2 separate regions of the Rattus norvegicus genome follow, and region 1 is linked to region 2. Evidence: chromatin contacts called from public Hi-C data. All regions are on one chromosome and are shown on one strand. Each heading gives the region's core, a stretch centred on a gene start, on an enhancer-like site or on the middle of the called end of the contact. The rest is flanking DNA. Distances are from core to core; before and after follow the strand shown. Region 1 holds the start of Zdhhc13 (zinc finger DHHC-type palmitoyltransferase 13). Region 2 has its middle 36 kb from the start of Zdhhc13.

Region 1 (4,875 bases), core at 1,989-4,488, 36 kb before region 2:
GAGGTGTGCTTTCATCCCCTCATCTCACCCGGAACAAGAACCATAATGCTCTTTTGGATAGGTTTGCTTGGATCTATCTGCTAAATAAGCAAACACAGAGGCATACATAGCCAAAACCAACAGGTACTTAGCTACATTGCAAGGAAAGTAAGAACCTTTTAGGATTCTTTCTGTATCACAGTAATTATAATCTATTCAAATGCAAGACAGCTGGCTCTACATAGTCTATGATTCTGATCCATTTGATTTTCTCTGGTCCACCTAAGATTCCAGTTCACAAATGATTCAAAGGACCAGGGTACCATGTTTTGTTTCTTTGTTTTTATAAGATACGTGGGGTATTGGGGAGAAGGAGAAAAAAAAAAAAGGAATAACAAGAAAGACATATATAGTTAAATACTTCTCCATAGGGAAGAAAAGGGCCCAAACTGAAAATTATGTATGAGGTATAAGGGTGCACCAGTGGCAGTTTTCATAATATGAGTCCCCAGTTTTTCTTATTTTCAACATGAAGAGGTGAAGGTCTATGTCACTTTCTCTTTACTCTAAGCTCTGTGAACTGCTTCACTGATTAAATAGCATAGAAACGCTGCTGTGCCAGTCCGCAAGCCTAGGCTTTAGAAACTGGAAGAAGCTTTCTCTTCTTTTCTCTTAAGACACACTTCTTTTAGCATCCAGCTACCACGCTGTGCATTAGACCAGGCACCTGTGTGAGAGTCAGCATCAAACGCTAGATCTGCCAGTAAAAACACTCCTAGATTATCCCAGCTCTAGCTAGCCATCTCATCTGGCTTATGAGTCTTTCCTGCTGAGGCTCCAGACACAAAGGAGTGGGGTGACAAAGCAACCTGAACCAGTATATTCAAATTTCTGGTGCACAGATCCATGAGTTAACAGTGGCTGTTTTCCATGCCATCATGCTTTTGAGCAGGCCCGACAGAGCATCTTTAAGCTATATGGCAATTATGATGCAATCACATTAGTTTTAAAGCATTCTGAAGTTACGGTGGATTCTAAGAAGAAATCATGATCTGCAAAACTCTGGCAAGGCTGACTGGCAAATAAAATGGGGGTAGGGAGGTATGACAGAACACCACTAATATTTGTCACAATATTAACAGAAGTATCAGAGTTAAGTTTCTAAATTGACTGCTGGTTGAACACTAGTGTTAGATTCATTTTTTTTATGTTCAACACAACATAATGAATGATTAACGCATCTGATACAAATCACTACCTTCATGACACTTAATACTTAGCAGAAGAGAGAGAGCACCTCATCAGGAGCACCGCATATTGCATGATATTAAATGCTGGGGAGAAATGAAACCAGGAGGGAGGTCAGGGAGTGTGGTCAGGGAGTGTTACTGTTAGTGATGACAATGAAAAAGGCCTGCAATTTTAAGTATAAGAGGATCAAAAAGCTACACTGTGGTGAGATTTGTCTGAAGACGTTATAGAAATGGAGGGATAAGCCACATCAATACATAGGAGAGACATAGAGCAAGTATGTATTACGGCCTGCAGCCCAGTGTAGCTGGGAGATTCTGGAGCAAACAGAACTGTAAAAGATGAGGTATTAAACATAACTAAGAACCAGGCCGGGTAGGAAAATTCTGACAAAAGAAAACCCCCAAAACTATCAGCACTAAGCAAATTCAACAAAAGGGATGCTCTGTCTGCTTTGTTCATGAGGAATAGAGCCCAACTTCCAGGAGACATTCAAAACACATTTACTAGATGAATGAATGGAATCTTGGCCGTGCCACTCAGTTGCTCTCTAGCATGTGACTACATTTTCTCGAGTGTCTGTTCTCACTTTTAAAATTAGAAATAATTACTCCTACCTAGCTCTCGAGAAGGAGTGAAGGACCAAGACTGGGGGATTTCTAGGAAGTGTAAGCTCTTCACATTGTAACTCAAGAAAGTAGCAGTAGCACTTATCATAACAACAGTCTAGCTTGCCCCACCAACTTCAACCTCTAAAATCATCCTCTCCCTTCTGATGTCATGGAACTTGAGCAGGGTTATTTTCCCTTCAGCAGAGTAAACCTAAGCTCTCACAGGCTTTTATTAATGAGTGGCAGTCACGAGCCTGAGAAAAATACTGAGACACTGTTTCACGTAAAGACTCTACACTCTTTCAGAGCAAGCCAGGCTCCCCGCATGCACATTCTTTTTATTTCTTTTAAAATGCAAGAACTCCTAACAGAAACACCTCAGCATGTTATTTTTCCACTTAAACCTACACCAAACTGGTTGAAGAAGAAAAATAAGGAGATATGAAGAACACTCTTGGAATTGGGGAAAATTTTTTCTTTAAAGGTCCAAAACCTAAGGTGACTACCTCAAACTGCTTGAGGAAAAAAAAAAATCTACTTCCAGCTCAGCTTGAATTAGAGACTGCTACAGTTTTCTCACCTGTAAATGGGGGTTTCTTTTGCTTAAGGACTTTGATGCTGGGATAAAAAGGTGGGCATAAAAGCGTGTGGCACATGCTAACCATTTGCTAAGATAGAAGAAGCCCGGAAATATTATGTGGGAATCTGTTCAATGCCAGTTATTAGTCTTTAGAGGTCACACTCGAAAGGAACAAATTCTTAATTCTCGGTTTTTATAGCTTCCCCTTTGGCCTCCTCTGTCCTCTGGGACTAATCTAGCGCTTCTCAGAATAGAATCCTTTGGGATTTTGCAGATGGTACCATAGTGCTCCCTTCCTCCTGCCTCCACAGGCTCGATGCTTTCAAGGACTAGGAAGGATGTGGATGGGAACAGGAGCTAAGACAGCACAAGGTGGAGAGAAGGCGGCAGCCTAGGCGCTAGGGCTGGAAATTTCTCAACAGAATCTCTCAGACTCCAGACTAAGGTCCAAGGCTGGCTGTACTACCCGAGGTGTGTCACCTGACACCTTACAGGTCCTAGGCGTCTAAGGCGCCGGTGCGCGACACCCTGCCGCCCAATGGAGGCGGCAGGAGTACCCGGCCTCGCTTTGCGGCTACCTCAAAAGGACAGCCAGCATCTTTCCTAGTGTGGCCAAGGCCCAGGCCCCGCCGTCCTCGCGGAATCGCCTCACCTGACCGGGACTTGCGTCCCCACCGCCGCCCACCTCCAGCCGCGCTCACCTGCGAGCCCAGGCCCGGGCCTTCCATCACACCCCGTACCCGCCCGGCCGCAGCTCCTACGCAAAGTGGCGGCCGCCGCTCTCGGAGCACGCCTCAGCCGCCTCTCGCCCACTTCCGGCTCGCGCCCCGCCCTCCTCACTGCGCGCATCCTAGAGCTGCCAATCCGCCACGAGAAGCCAATCCCGAACCTCTCTCTCCTGGGGGCGGGACTTTCTCACCTCTAGAGAACTGCCGGTCATCCCCGCCCTCTGTCCCACCCCTCCATGTTCTTTCATTCGCCCCACCCTTGGCACCACTTCAGGTTCCCACTCAGATGCATGTTCAGGCTGTTATTCCAACGTCCTGGAGTGGGTTACCCCAAAGCTAGATATCCTTGTGAAAATCTCTCCCTCACCTCAGTCTTCTCAACTGTGAAATGGAGTCAAGAACAACTTCATGTAAGCGTTTGAAAAATTAATTGAGGAAAAGTCTGCACAGTTCCACAGTAGGGGTTTTGGCCGGAGAAGAGCATCCTGTCTCACGTACTATCTTACAGATATTAGCTGTTAAAATGTCCGCTGCTCTTCAGTCATGTGCTCTTTAGCAAGGCACTTCTATCCTCAGGGCCTAGTTCCTCAAAGAAAGCAGAAGATATAAGCTGCGGTAAAGGCACTTGCCTTTTTTTGTTTTGACCTGAGTTTGTTCTCCAGGATCATGGTGGGGGAAGGAAAAGTCTCAATGTTTTCCACTGATCCTTACACACACACAGAGAAGCTCGCTCACCCCACCCTCCCACCCCCACACACAAATAAATTAAATAAAATGAGACCAAATAAGTTTTAAGAAAAAAGAAAGCAGAAAATATAAGAGTTCCACAGGGAAGGTAGAGATAAACTGGACAAGCCTCACCTGTCCCTGTCAGTGGAATGCATGGAGGAACTGGCATTTAAGTCTTGCACAGATTGGTGGACTATGAAGCAATAATACTCTTGGTTCTTACTAGTGGGGAGCTCTCTCCTACCTCACCATCCAGAAAACAGTGGTTCTTTCCTGGGCCTGCACGCAGCCCAGTTCTTTGTGATAATTCCTTGATGTGTCTGTTACTGAACCCAGCTTGGTTAGATCTTTAGAAGGTCATTCAGAATAGAATTAATATTGTGCCTCTATATCCTATAAACCATGAAATAAGTGTCTGGAAATAAAGTGCTGGGTAAACCCATGAAAAAAATATTACCCTGAAACAGTCAAAGTATAAGTGTATTATTATTGTCAGTGGCCCTACTTATTGGGTACACCATAGGTTACCCACAAAGCATACACCCTCTGAGGATGGAAAACACATTGTACTTGTGTAGGAACTCCCAGTACCCAGAACAGCACTGAGACCTAGAAACTGTCCACTGTAATTACAGTGAGTCGATGGGTGGATATACGAATGTGTCATCGACTTTTATGATGCTATGCAGAGCAAACTGAATGACAAATAGGATGGGCAAGTGACTTCCTCCAGAGCAAGAGGAAAAGGCAGGTGATTTGGATATCATAGGATGAAGCCTGGCGAGGGTTTCACAGAGGAGAGAACCTTGTAATGTGGTCACTCCCTGATCATTACTTAATCTGATGTCTGTTCCTTGGTTGCTTAGCGTGCATTAGCAACTCTTACCAGTGTTCTGCATACATTGTATCTAATCCGTGGGATGGTTTTAACTGATTCTAGAATCCCCAATCATTTGCTTAATGCTTGGAAGAGAGAGGGTTCAATCTCATTTCTTTA
Region 2 (5,186 bases), core at 1,535-4,034:
AAGACTATGCAGAGCTTGGACTTGGGTCACATGCCAACACTGCTGTCTCTTGTGAAATGAGACAGGCATTTGATTGTCACCCAAATAGAGCCTCACAGGGGTTATATGCTGGGTAAAGCTGGGAGACAAGGTGTGGTATTGGTCTATGAGAACTTGATGATTACTTAAGTAATCTGAAAGTCTGTTTTGACGAAAGAAGCGAAAAGACTCTTCCAAGAGAGGAAGCAAGTCCCTATCATTAGCTTTAGATTGAGGAATTCTCGATCAGGACCCAGAGAAAGGGTTTAGTGACTAAGAGCCCTTGCTGCTTTTTCAGAGGACCTAGGTTTGATCGCCAGTTCCCACACAGCAGCTTACGGCCATCTGTAACTCTAAGTCCAGGGGATCTGGTGCCCTCTTCTGGATTCTGGAGATACCAAGAACGCATTATATATATGTATATATATTTGTATTCATACATAGAAAATAAAAATAAACAAATCATATAAATAAGAAATATAGATCAGGGATTGAGAGGCAGCTTTGTTGCTAAAGTTCTTGTTATAAAAGTATAAGGAACTTAATTCAATTCCTAGCATCCTCATAAAAATCCAGCAGTGGTTGTACCTGTTTGTAACCCCAGTAGTGTAGAGGTATGGAGCATTGGCTCCCTGGAGCTCATCAGCCAGCCAGCCAGCCTAGATAATTGGCTAGTTCCAAGTGATTAGGTGGATGTATTTTGAAGAATGACACCCAAGGTTTACCTCTGACCTTCAAACACACAGATGTGCATTGTGCATACAAAATGTGCCTGTACACACACACACACACACACACACACACACACACACACACACACACACAGAGAGAGAGAGAGAGACAGAGACAGAGACAGAGAGAGTGACAGAGAGAGACAGAGAGACAGAGACAGAGAGACAGAGAGGAATATGGATGAGCTCTTTAGAAACCAAGACCAAGAACCTTTGAGTTGTTAGGGCCTTGGGCCTCTACCAGCATCTTAAAACATGATATGTGGGTGGGTGAGGGGCCTCCAGATCTCCTTCCCTAGAGAGCCTCCCAGCTTCAATGGGGGCAACACTGGTAGCATCTTGTTAACTGGAATTCTGTACCAGCATAAATCGTTACTCTTGACATTCCAGCTTGAGAAGATTCTAGTGTGAAAAGTAGGTGTCTGTGCTTCAGGCTAGTGAACTTTGGCTCAACTCACCACGTTTGCAGAGTCCAAACACGAACACAGACAAACATTCACGACTCTGAGCTCGGATTACTCAAGGAGAGATGGGATTTCAGGGAGGCAACATTCAGTTGCAGATCCCAGTGGGCTCCATTTCTTTCAGGGTCCCCTCAACAATGACATTGAAGATTAGAACCTGCTGGTTATGGCCCGTTTATGAACCACTTACGCGTGGAAGGGCCCAGGCCTCTTCAACTGGCTGAGGTTGGGAAAGGGAAAGCTGACTGGAGAGCCACTAAGCGTTCTCTGCAGATCTCCTCCACAACTCAGACTTTCGCCAATACCCTGTCGGAACCTGGAGGAGGAAGCTGTGCTTCTGAACCACTAGGATTATGGACGATTAAGTCATTCTTGAGGGTGTGCCCAGAGTCCGCCAAGAGAATGGCAGCATCTGACACAAGCAACAGCAAAGGTAACTCAGAGGTCATTGTGCCAGTTGCCCCAGGCAGGCATTTCTTTGGCCCCTCTCTCTCTCTCTCTCTCTCTCTCTCTCTCTCTCTCTCTCTCTCTCTCTCCCTTCCTTCTTTCCTTCCTTCCTTCCTCCCTCCCTCCCTCCTTCCCTCCCTTCCTTCTTCCCTCCCTCCCTTCCTTTTGCATTTGCATTCAATATTGCTAAATTCAGTGGTGTCCCTTATTATTCATGGAAAGAATGCTTACTTTAAAACTTGCCTGAATTGTCTGAACTCCATTTGAACAACTCACTCACTCTGTGACATTTGAAAGCTCTCCTATGAGAACTTTCTCTTGGGGACCTTTGAGTTCAATAAATAAGGCTTGTAATAAAACATTGGAGAAAACCGAGGCTTTTTTAATTTTTAACTTTTATTGGATACTTTTTAATTTACATTTCAATTGTTATTCCCTTTTTCAGTTTCCTGTCCGTAAGTCCCCTATCCTCTCCCCCTCTCCCTTCTTATGAGGGTGTTCCCCCTCCCCAACCTCCCCCTTCCTGCCCTGACATTCCCCTACATGGGGGCTGGGGTTCCAGCCTTGGCAGGACCAAGGGCTTCTCCTCTCTTTGGGCTTTCTGGATACAACACCCCTGGTTATGAGCATCTTCGGATCATTGTTCACTTGCTCCAGAGTGCTATCCTCCGGCTCCAGCCATCATCCATCTCTGAGTAATTCTCACCAGCTGCTATGGGGGTCTGTCCTCTGGAACTACAGGGATGTATGTACCTCTCCTCAGAGCCACTGGTGATGGCAACATTATCCAAGGTGAAATCCTCCCCCTTAGGGAGGTATGGGAGAGAGTACTGCTTTAGGCCTCAGAAAGACTTAGCTTTAAACCTTACCTCAACAACTCATTCACTCTGCGACTAAGAAACTCAGCCTCTCTGAGCCACAGTATAGCCATCCATGAATCAAGTTCAGACGTCTCTGGCATTGTGAAATTGTGACCTTTGTCCATCATGGGCACTCAAAACCAACGCAAAACCCCACATTATCTTCCCGTGTCAAGATCCACTCATTTTCAAACAGTTACCTAGTGTTTACTTATTTACTTATTTTGCCCAGTACTTTGCTCGGTGCTAAGGACTAGACTAGAAAATGGAATGTGGTGTCACACAGACCCACATTCTCACCCAAACTTCCCCCTGACTGGGCTACTGATGGAGAGAGCAGACTGACTGTGGATCCCAGCATTCTCCTCTCCGAGCCTTGTGCCTTCCTGGGTCTTTCTAAGTCCACCCTCACCCTACATCTCCTCTGTACAGGGATGCTGTGGGACAGTGTGAGGTGGGGTTTATGGAGGTGTTGTCCCAGCTTCCTGGTGGAGCTTGGGGATACTGCAAGAGGCCATCACAACATCAGGGGGCAGGGAGGCTGAATACAAAGCGAACCTTATGGGGAGCACAAGATGGGGGCATTTTACTTTGGGAATTTAAAGCAAATTCATTCCTATGTCATTTTATTGCTCTAAGTGCTAGACCCAGGATGGCTTCCTCCGTTTACCTTCTTCCCAGAGAAGCAGACTTTGTATGTGGAGGGACAAAGTTCCATCTCTGTGGCTGGGCCGTGGATATTTAATGAATGCCTTTCCCATTAAGGATGAAAACTGTACCAGTCAGACATTCTCAATTGCAGCCGAAGAGTCCAGTCCTGTCTCTGGCTCTAAGAAACCCTCATTAGTCTATGATGGCTACTAGCTGATGGTTTTGATGGTGCAGGCACTCAGCCTGCAGTTGGGAGAGAGGGAGTGTCTTACCTTCCTTGAGAGTTAAGAAGGGCAGCGATGGGACTCAGGGTTGGTCGGTCTTCTGCCGTCAGCTTAAGTCTAAGGCAGTCACACAGACTGGAGGGTGTGAAGGAAGCTGTTGGCAGGAGATGGTTCAGGAGGCACAAGGTCACCTTGAAAGCTCCAGGCAGAACAGCTCTGAGCCCACTTCCTAGTGGCCATGCCTGCGTCGGGAACTGCTCAGAACCGACTCTTTGTCAGTTGTGCTCTCTGAGGGACTGAAAGGCAGCAGTTGACAGAGTTGTCAAAATGGATCCTCATCTTTCTCTTTGAGCAACTGGACCTTGAGAGGAGCAGGTGGAAGGAAGCAGAGTCTGGTTTGGTCCCACTCTCAGACACCACACAAACTCTTACCCATTCCTGCTCTGGATCTTATAGAAAGACAAAGCTGTGCTTTGTAACAGGGGTAAGTCCCAGGACACTGGGGGAACCATGGATTCTGGTGCAGGGATGTGGGAACAGCCTGAGAGGTAAATGTCTTATGAGCCACTAAGTGAGGCTGAAGCAGTGTCTGGATTCTCAGACACAGACACACGAGAAGAGCCTCTTTTGGAACACACTTTCCAACTCACAGGACAGACTTTAAGGCAGGACAGCCATGCCAGCACGAAGACAGATCCAAGTATACATGTGTGAAGAAACGGGCGAAGACTGGAGGAGGAGTTTTATGCCATTGCACGGAATGGAACTGTTAAGCCAACAATTTGCTAGGTAGAAAGGGAGGGCTGGTACCCTTCATTAACCCCCTTCTGAGGCAGGGTGCAGAACTGCATTGGCGATGCCTCTGCAAAAAGCAGTCCTCGGGAGTAGCTACACCCTGAAGAAAAGGAGTGATCAAGAAAAGAGAAAGCAAACATCCATGTGTGTCATGATTTGGGGAAGGTAGGGACACATTCAGTCACTCCCCAGGTCCTCTCTCAACTCCACATTGCACAGGGGGCACCTTCAGTACAAGGTTGGGATGGGGTGGGGTCTCAAGCTAACCACCTTGGCAACAGTTAGGCTCACCCCTCATTTTATCGCTGACCTCTGCATGCCCACCGGCTGCTGACATTGTGAGCTTAGCTGAGACAGGCAGACACCACACTCAGCTAGAAACTGCCAGCGCCGGGGGGGCTTACACAACTGTCTTTGGAGGCTGTTTTTTCTCCACTAAGCCACAGCTTCCTCTAATTAGAGCCAAGTTAATCACCAACCCGCCCTCCCTTTTATTGTGTTGAATAAACTCCAACCAGCCTTTTCAACCTTCCAACCTTAAGTTTACCCAATTGGCTGAGAAGTCTATCGGGTCATTGCCAAGTACAGTGTTATGATCAAGGAAATATTAATGTATGTTCCTTTAGATCAAAGGTCAGGGGGGACAAAAGTCAACACAATACAGCAGCATACAGGGTGCCAGATACCAGAAGAGATAGGGTCCTTGTGGGTGCAACCTTCTTCTACCCTCATCATAGAAAAACACCGTTTTTAAACTCGAAGGGCAAACAAAAAACCCCACAAACCTAACCATAGGCACACACAGCTGGGCAGAGGGAAATTTAAGGTGGATTCCGTGAAAGAGGTCTATCAGCGCCCTCTTGTGGGAACGTTTAGCACTACAGGGCCACAGAGGCTGTTGAGCAAGATCCGGTGCTGCTGGCTCTCAGGGTCTCTCTTCTTTAGAGGCCTTCATTGGCTTTGACCTTAGATAAATCTAACCCTCAAGTTCTATGT

What was found. Hi-C and Micro-C count contacts between places; a contact is called where the count stands out from the background.
Region 1: a Hi-C map of kidney shows a contact between it and region 2, with 4 times the contacts expected there. The contact joins the promoter of Zdhhc13 here to the enhancer-like site in region 2. A contact is called at or near these places in 7 of 12 Hi-C or Micro-C datasets (the A7r5 cell line, the Rat2 cell line, Schwann cells and 4 more).

Annotation. Positions count from the first base shown.
Region 1 is chr1:107,621,962-107,626,836 of GRCr8, reverse strand. It overlaps Zdhhc13 (zinc finger DHHC-type palmitoyltransferase 13), which reads right to left and starts at 3,238. Exons shown (of 17, transcript NM_001395115.1): 1 at 3,123-3,238. The coding sequence starts at 3,149.
Region 2 is chr1:107,585,054-107,590,239 of GRCr8, reverse strand. No RefSeq gene overlaps it. Among named protein-coding and RNA genes, the nearest start is that of Zdhhc13, 36 kb to the left of the region's middle. Within about 2 kb of position 2,784, at least 1 of the 93 cell types and tissues checked has an H3K27ac peak or open chromatin away from gene starts, as enhancers often do. A contact at or near this core is called in kidney, where this site is marked.